Regions from separate parts of the Hordeum vulgare genome. Here region 2 is linked to region 1. The links are chromatin contacts, called in public Hi-C maps. All regions are on one chromosome and are shown on one strand. The core of a region is the stretch at or near the end of the contact, and the rest is flanking DNA. Distances in the headings are between cores, read along the strand shown.

Region 1 (4,537 bases), core at 554-3,053:
TGAATCTACATTTTAAAATATGTCTATATATATTCATACGTTGTCTTCTAGTGATTTTTTTTAAAAAAAATTTGTATTTAGGAACGGAGGGAGTACTTTACTATGAGTAATCTTGTTATTACATTCAATATATAAGTATATGGGTAAACGCAAAAAAAGTATATGGGATATAATAATGTCTTATACTCCCTCCATTCCCTTAAACTTCTTCCGCCTCGGTGCATTAGACATTTTATAAAAATCAAATAATCTCAAAATGCTAAAACACATTACAATAATACTAGTTGCATGCATATTAATTAGATCTCATTTATTAATTGAAGGACCAATGCATGTAATTTATGTGACATATTTTTTGCATTTGAAGAGGTCCCCTAATTAATAGCAGGTTGTCAGGTGAGAAAGAAATAATATGGTTGGCTTTCTCTGCAATTCAATTTCTTCTCCTACCTAATCTCTATGTGCCTAGGTTGCAGTGCATCTTCTAAGATGCCTAAGGCCCTTTCCAGTGCTTCATGGTGGACAGATGCTAGGCATGCCACATAAGCAAAAAAATGACATGGCATAGCAATTAAGAAGGAAAGAGAACAACTTTGATGATCCCAGGAAGAACCAATGCCATACACGTGAATCTAGGCAAACCACTTAAATGAAAGAAGATGACCAATGCATGAGAGAGTTTAGGTGCTAAATCATTAAATAGAGTGAGCTTAGCAACAACAGGTTAAGCACCTATGCATTGGAAAGTTGAGTTGCTAAGCTATTTAATGCTCTTAGCACCACGTCTTAGCACCTTTGCATTGGAAGCAGCCTAATGCACCGAGACATAGAGAGTACAAGGCCACAAACTCATATTACAAGTATCAAAGTAGAATTTAATAACTACTTTACAAGCCGACTTTTTATTTTGTTTAGCGGGATCATTAATACGCCGCATGAATGCAAGGAAGAAATGACAGGAAAGTAGCTGAGTGTCATTATGAGTACGTACATACAAGTATTAATTATATTATTAGTATGAGATAACATCATTAATTTTTGCCTCGTTTAGTGTTAGTGGTCTTGTATAGATGCAAAATATTTTTTTATTGTGTATTTGTATAAGGGAATGGAGGAAGTATTATAGGACGGAGGTAGTAGTAATTACTTTGTTTTCATCTTATGTAGATCTAGAATTACAACAAAAAATAGTCGTAGAGAAACTTACTTTATTTTAAAAATGACTTTCGGATCTAGTGAACCGGATTTTTGAAGGGACAAATAATTCCAAATTTTCTTTTGTGAATATACCTTTTTTTGCAGGGTATATACTTATGAATTATTTTATTATATGGCTGCACAAGAAACATAAATATATGAATCTGAAACTTTGTTTCTATATATGCATGTGGAATTAGTTTCAGCTTATTTCTGAAAAACCAAATCTAATTTCCAATTTCAAATCAGATTTTAGTGTAGCTCGAGCGCGCTTCAGTGTTTTCCAATACCACAGCTGCCACCATTTTTTTAAAACTCATGTTTCCTTTTGTTTAGACAAAACTCATGTTGGGTTCTTTAGAGGTAAACTCATGTTGGTTCGTGGCCTGGTCCATCACTCTCTGACAATATTACGCGGCCCATGGACTTCTTTTATCGTCCTCACAACGAGCCCACAGAACGGCCCAGCTTACAAAATACAGTCCATTAAAGGTACGAAAACCCATGGAACACGTGTGCAACGCCCGTGACGCTCGAGGCTGGATGCTGCCACGACACTCACGTGCGTGGAATCCGGAATGGAATATTACTCCAGAAGATTCCAATACGCTTTTTGATGGGCAGGGCGCAGATCAAGGCGGTCGGTGAGGCCCGGCCGGCCCATGCAGCCCCACTTATTAGGCCTGTCGCTCTCGTTTTCAACATAAAACAAGAGAAATACAATACAATTTACAGTTCTCGAAAAAAAGGAAAAATCTTAACGCGCGGCGGTCGTTTTCCATCTCATGCGTGGAGATAAGGCTATCTATAATGAAGAGTATCATATAGTATCTTTAGGTCTCGTTTTGTTAAGGAGAATTGGGAAGGATTTGAGAGAAAAAATCCCCGAGGGGCCCAGAAACCTCACAGATCCTCGCGCGCCCATTTGGTAGGAGGGGTTTGCTTAGCCCAATCTCCTCCGTTCCCCTTCAATCCCTTCCTATTCATGTGTTTCAAAACCCTCCTCGGAAGACTAGTGGGAGCAAAACCCCGGGGATTTGAGAGGATTGGGTGAAACAAAGGAATTCACCCAATCCGTTGAAATCCCTCCCTCTCAAAACATCCCCAATCCCCCTTAACCAAACGAGACCTTAAGGGGTGTTTCTTTTCAGGGACTTTTTGAAGTAGGGACTAAAAACAAGAGGTACTTTTAGAGACTAAAGGGGGTATTTGGGACTAAAGGAAGAAGTCCCTATGGAAGAGGCTTTTTGAGACTTTTTTGTCACTTTTTTCAACAGTGTCCCTACTTTTAGCATGCCATTTAATAACTTCTAATATATTACTAGGGGTAACATGGTCTTTTTGCATGTCATTTAATGACCCCTAATCCATGTTTAGTCCTTGAAAAAAAACAAATAGAAACTAGAGACTTTTTAGTTGGGACTAAAAAAAGTCCTAAGACTTTTTAAAGAAAAAAGGTCTTAATGGATTATAAATATGCGTAGTTGACATGCATGATAATAATACTATTGATGATACTACCATTAAGTCCAACCCAAGAAGCAAACTATTTCATCCTATCAGAAAATAAAAAAGGATAAGAACCAACTAGCGCAGGTCTGTCGTGCGAGTGCGCGCAGGTGGAACGTGACGTGTGATTTGGTTCCATCCTCAGAGCCGAAAAGAGGTCATGAAGCTTCGTCGCGTATGGTTAGCTGGGTTTAAGGGATAATACCAGCTAATTAGTGCAACCGCGGCCGTTGACAATGATAGTAAGCGCCTATACTAGTCTTAACAACCAAGGCAGGTCTCCCTTTTTTGCTTGGTAAATATGCGTTTGTACACGTAGTATTATTTTTACTAGTATGTTGCTTCAGCTTATGTTCTTATCTTGATCTTGAGAAGAGCTTTCAATTTCTACATCAGATTGTAGCTTACCGTATCAAGTTTTGCGCGAAAGAACCACCATGGCTGCCTTTGTGTTGCGGCAAGCTTGGCACCCTTGGTATTGCGTTCTTTACTTGCAAACCGTGTTGATTTTCTGTGGGAGGCCCTCAGTTAAGGTTTATAGTCATACAGAGAGCACTACTGTTATATAGCTTGGTCGAGGTCCATCGTGTGTCGAGAAACTCTTACCTCTTGATTGTAACCCTATCCATTTGGAATAAAACTGTTTTACCAGCACAAAAAAAGGCTGGTATTCATCGCACTCATCGATTGTGCATGCTCTTGAGTTGTGTCTTTGGGTTTAATATGGTGTGTTAGGTTGTTTGTAAAGTTTTGATATTCTCATCCTCGAAGGCATCCACATGTACTTGTGTATCTTATGATGATAATAGTTCTCCTTCCTAGATAGGTTATGCGGTTATGCCACATCTACTTGTGTATCTTCTGATGATAATAGTGCTCCTTACTAGATAGGTAATGCCACATCTACTTGTGTATCTTGTGATGATAATAGTTCTCCTTACTAGATAGGTTATGCCTTCTCGAGGCTGCTATTTTCTATTATTTTTTCTTTTCACTTGTAACTTGTATGATTTTTGGTCCGGTTCCTTTAATAAGTGGGTCAACTTGTTCCTTTTTGATCGAGCTTTTCTTATAAACTGAATCATTTAAATAACAAAAGGGTTACTTTCAGTGAGATCAATACTCTCATTTCAAAAAAGGTTGTAATTGTAGTCTCTATACTTGCAGATCATCGGCCCCGCCCTTTCGGTGTCACCCCTCCCTCCAAGCGTCAGCTAGGGTCACCCATCGCGCCTTCTCGGGTCTCCCAGCGTCGGCCCTGCTAGATCCGGCGGCATACATCTGCACTGCCCTCGGATTCGACGGGATCGGCCCCCGTCCGGCTGTTGTTGTTGGCATGTGTGTTATATGTGCGATGGCGGTGGTGGTGACTTCTGCAGGCCAAACAATGGGGTAGAGGTCGCGTTGGCTAGATGCACTCGTTCGCCTGGCCGACAAAGAATGGTATCGTTGGCCACCACCGCACACGGCTTTACGAGTGGATCTCTCTTGGTCGCATCACGTCCACGCCCATCTACAAGAGGTCGTCCATGGCAACACTCTCTTCTGGTCGCCTACCACCTTTTTCCATCCAATTGAAAAAGGTCGTCCATGGCAATGGACAAGGGGCTATTCTGAAGGAGTAGGAGTAGGTAGGAGACGAAGGGGGAGCCAACCAACATGACGCGACGCCGACATGGTGAGGTCGCGCGAGAGCTTCACCTTAGATGCATGTGGGAATAGATGCGGTCCCACGACCACCACCGGCTACTGGTGGTGCTCCTTCTTGCCACCCTCGACAAGCAACACATCTGCCACCTCTGAAGGTTGGTTCTGGCTTTTATTTATTTAT
Region 2 (4,537 bases), core at 1,419-3,918, 220 kb after region 1:
ATCCGACGTGGCCCGCGCACACTGCGAGTGACCAAAACGATTGGTCGTAGAACCAATGACCTTTTACATATCACAAAAAGGTCGTTAAGTTTCATTAAAGACGGCCAGCTTTTGACCAACTGTTTTTGGTCGTAAAAAGGTCACAAATGAAAAACAACGACCATTCCATGACCAATATTGAAGGGTCAAAAATTGACATATTTTTTGTAGTGATTGAACAATAAAAAATTATACATACATTGAAGACATATCAATATGTTGTCTATTTATGTGATCCTCATAATGCGAGATCACATATCGGCTTTGTGTTCCTACATGATGGTACTGTGATATCATGGAAGTCTTCAAAACACACTCCGATGGCAACATCTACCAATCATTCTAAATTAATTTCATTATTTGAAGCATCATGTGAATGTGTATGGTTTTACAGAATGATAAACCACATACAACAGTCATGTGGAATTTGTTCGATAGAATCACCCACCATTTTCTACGAAGATAATGCGGCATGTGTTACACAACTGCAAACAAGATACATCAAGAGTAATATCACTAAGCAAATTTGTCCTAAGTGGTTTCCCCGCATAATCTTTAGAAAAGCGGGGAAATAAACATCCTGCAAGTATATCATGAGAAAACCTTGTTAATTTATTTACCAACTCTCTACCAAAGTCAACATTACATAAATATGTTCATAAAATTGGTATGGACGACTTAGGGACTTGCAGGTGTTAGGGCAAGTCTCTTCTTGAGATACCCTTTAAGACATCAAAATATGCCATCTCTTTGTGAGTCTATGTTTCAAGTTCTCATCAAAGATTTCATGAAGAACTTTTGGAGGAGAATCCTATTGAGATGATAGCACTATGCGGACAATCGTGAGACGATTCTACATGGTCAAGCATAGAGTATAGGGAGTGTTAAGATTAATTACTTCATGTAATTAGGGAGAATCTCCCCTTGCCCAAACCGTTGGGTGGTTTGTCCCGCAACCGACACATCTCCCTCTGTCGTTGGAACCGACGCCTCCTTTGGATCGTCGTGTCTCTCGAGAACATATAAATAGCGCATGTAACCATCGATCAACGCAAATATTTCAGTTCAACCTCAAACACATTCATAAGGATGAGTTATGTGCATGTTTATGGGCATTTGCGATTATACTGTGTTCGAAAAAATAGTTTCATCTTTCTCCCCCTCCTTATAGGACTACTAGGATGGAAATCATATGTACTGAGTTGGAACAAGAGTGGAAACAATGTTCTCTTTATTGTTTGTCGGCACATCAAATTAGACACCGCGAAACAATTCGTGGTTGGATGGTTAGGAGGACAGTGATATTCTATGCCCACGAGAGTTTAAGTGTGATGCTCATATTTTTCTTGATTTATTTCAGGTCTATCGACGATGTGCGTTCAGTGAAAGGATACACAACTTCGACGGTGCATGCAGTCAATTTTATTAATTATTCACAAATGTCATACAAAGTAATACATCAGTCAGCCTGAAGCCGCCATCTAGCCAACACCTCTTGCTACTCCTGTCCCCTTGATGAAGGTGTGCCGGATATCCGGGCCTAAGACCAAACCATCGCACGAAACCCTAACATCTATAGCCGGATGCCCCAGCCCAACCACATACCAGGACTGGGTCCCACACCGGACCGGCGCCCTCTCGCTCCCGTCGTGATCTTTCACCGGTCCATCTTCACAGCAGGAACTGAAGCATCGACCTTGCCTCGCTTGCCATCGACGCCAGCATGGCGCCACACAACGCCACCATCCTGCACGTGTACATCCACACGCTACCACCACCCTGCTGTCGATGCAACACCGCTCCTCCTCTTTCCTATCCAGCCATCACTTGCTCCAAAACGATGCTCCCAAGAGGAAAAGCGATACTGCGAACCCATCATCGTCCGATCCGAAAGACCCTGATCTAGTGTTTCCCCTGAAGCATCCCGAGCCTGATGACGCAAACTCAACGACGATGCCTCAACAAGGAAACAACATCAATGACGTCGCCATCTACCGCCATGACCGTAGTCGGCGCGATTTCAAGACATGTGCCAAGTCAATCTTTCAGATATGCTCATAAGATAGGGTGTGCATGCACGTTCATAAAGATGAGTTTTTTATGCTCATATATATGAGCGATTTCGGTTGTAGTGTGTTGAAAAGAAAAATTCAGACATAGAGAACAGCTGCCAGATTTGGTTTAAACTTTTCCACTTGGGCCGTTTCTATCTTCGATTTTCAAAACATGGTCACATTCGATAAACATGGAGCAAATTAGACATGTGAGGTACTCAATTATTTCACTCCCCACTTAACCACGTTTAGCGTGTCTCGAGCCAACGACTCTACAACTAATTCTTGTCATTTTTCCCTGATGAGACGTTGAGCAGGATAATGTGGTGCTGCCGCCCACTTGGCCACTACGACCAAGAGGGATAATGTTTCGAAAAACGGCAAGTTGATAAATCCTGCGATTCGGCTCCTAAATTATTGCTTACCCCGCTGGAAGGATAAGAAAAGGGCATTACTGATTATATCAGTTGTCGCACTAAACAAGCCGGTGTGGGACCCAGAAGCAGCGTCCCGCTCAAGGCGGTGTCGGTGCCAGCCGAAACCAGCCAGGCCCATGCACGCCCCGTCGACGTCAAGCTGATTCAGCTCCAGCTCCGCCGGTCGCCCCCGTCCATTTCACGTTTTAACTCACGCTCACGCGGTACGGTTTGGAGCCCAGGCACGGGACGCATCGGGGTTAAAGCGGGGCGTTGGGAAGCCAGGTTGGGTTGCAGGGTTGGGTCGACGTGACGGCCGCGCGGCTGTGCGCCGTCATTTCGTTTCGTTTGGGAGGGGGGGTGGCGGGGTTGGTGCCGTTGGCTGGTTGCGCTGCCCGTGGGCTATCTGGCTAGACGACGTGCGATGGTGGTTATCCTGTCGGCCGGGTGTTTTGGGCCGTCCAGGTCGCGCTCCGGGCACGTGCTGGGTACGGGGGCTCTCTGATTGGCGCATTGTGCTCAGGCGGTACCTTGACTTAATTTATAATCCGCCACGGTCCTCGCCTTTGACAATTCACATATCCGGTCCCTGCCGGCGGTTGGGTCTAGCGTCTAGGCTTGCTGGTGGTGGGAACGAGCCGAGCCGAGCCAGGGTTGGCTTTGGTTTGCCTCCACTAAAAAAATGGCAATGAGCTCGGCCTCGGCTCAACAAAGCTGAACAAGCCACCAGCTTCTATAGCGCAAAATCCCTCCTCACTCTAGAAAAAACATCTGGAATTAGTAATTTGTGTAGCCTCTTTTACTCCCTTCGTTATTAAATATTTGTTCTTTTAAAAATTTAATTATAAACTACATACAAAATAAAATGAATAAATTTATATTTTAAATTATGTCTATATACATCCGTAGATAGTTTATAATGAATTATTTAAAAACAAATATTTAAAAACCGATGGAGTAGTATATTGTTGTAGTATATTTTTGCTGTAAAACATGGCCATGCACAACATGTGCAAAGAAACCAGTGAGTATGATCGTTCGGCCTGGTAAACAGGCCGAAAATAACACTACTCACCGTCCATTTAACACAAGGCGATTGCTTCGGTGGGGAGTGGACTTTGCCCATTTACTTGCAACCACTCACCGTCCTCGCTCAACTGTCGCGGTGTCGCTAGAAAGGATGGTCGGCGGAGGAGTGCCTTGTGATCCATCTCGAAATCCACACCGCCCACGCGATTACACGGGTCAAACAGTTTGGTTAACGTAGTACTGTAGTACTGAACTACATAGAGAAACATTAATAAGTCCCACCGTCATTTTGGGGAGTACATGCAATCGCAGGAGACGTCTATCTGGACGGTGAGCGCGTACAGCTGCAGCAATGACGCGCCCATCTGCGCTGTAACTCCGGCTGGCTGTCACGATGACTTAGAGCAATTTCATCATAACGATCTATTTTGTTTGTCGTCGTTTGTTTGACTCCGTATGAATAAAAGTGATGGTTTAATGTGTGGACCTATTGTCAAAATGTGTTCGCTTCGCGTACACACCGACTCCATTTTTAACCCAAATTTAGGACTGAAATGCGTCGGCACGGACGCGAAACGAAAACGCGTACAACTTTTCGGTGTCCATCCCAACTATCCGCGGTCAACATAATTAATGATGACCATCCTCCGCGAGCCCACGCGCCAGCAACCTCGGTCGGCTTTTTTAATCCGAACGTGCGGAGGGGGTTCGGGCTCATCTGCTTCTAAACCCCGTCCCCATCTCGTCGCCCCTTTGTTTCCTCGTCGGCGACCCTAGCCAGCAGCTATGTCCGGCTCCGTCCAAAACAACGACAACACCCCCTTCGTTTATGCCTGCGCCCTGACTCCGAAGGAGGTCGTCTAACTCCAACATAAGAGGGCCCTGGTGGAGATGTGCGTCCGTGTTGCGCCATTGCAGCTACCAGCAGCCATGGCTGGCTCCGCCCAAAACAACAACAACACCCCCGCCGTCTATGCCCACGCGTTGCTCCTGAAGGAG

Evidence for each region. Hi-C and Micro-C count contacts between places; a contact is called where the count stands out from the background.
Region 2: a contact with region 1 is called in a Hi-C map of leaf, with 6 times the contacts expected there. The contact joins two enhancer-like sites. A contact is called at or near these places in 2 of 6 Hi-C or Micro-C datasets (both in leaf).

The regions. Positions count from the first base shown.
Region 1 is chr1H:372,814,543-372,819,079 of MorexV3_pseudomolecules_assembly, forward strand. No RefSeq gene overlaps it. Among protein-coding and RNA genes, the nearest start is that of LOC123438278, 7.2 kb to the left of the region's middle. Within about 2 kb of position 1,804, at least 3 of the 3 cell types and tissues checked have open chromatin away from gene starts, as enhancers often do. A contact at or near this core is called in leaf, where this site is marked.
Region 2 is chr1H:373,033,088-373,037,624 of MorexV3_pseudomolecules_assembly, forward strand. No RefSeq gene overlaps it. Among protein-coding and RNA genes, the nearest start is that of LOC123438304, 18 kb to the right of the region's middle. Within about 2 kb of position 2,669, at least 3 of the 3 cell types and tissues checked have open chromatin away from gene starts, as enhancers often do. A contact at or near this core is called in leaf, where this site is marked.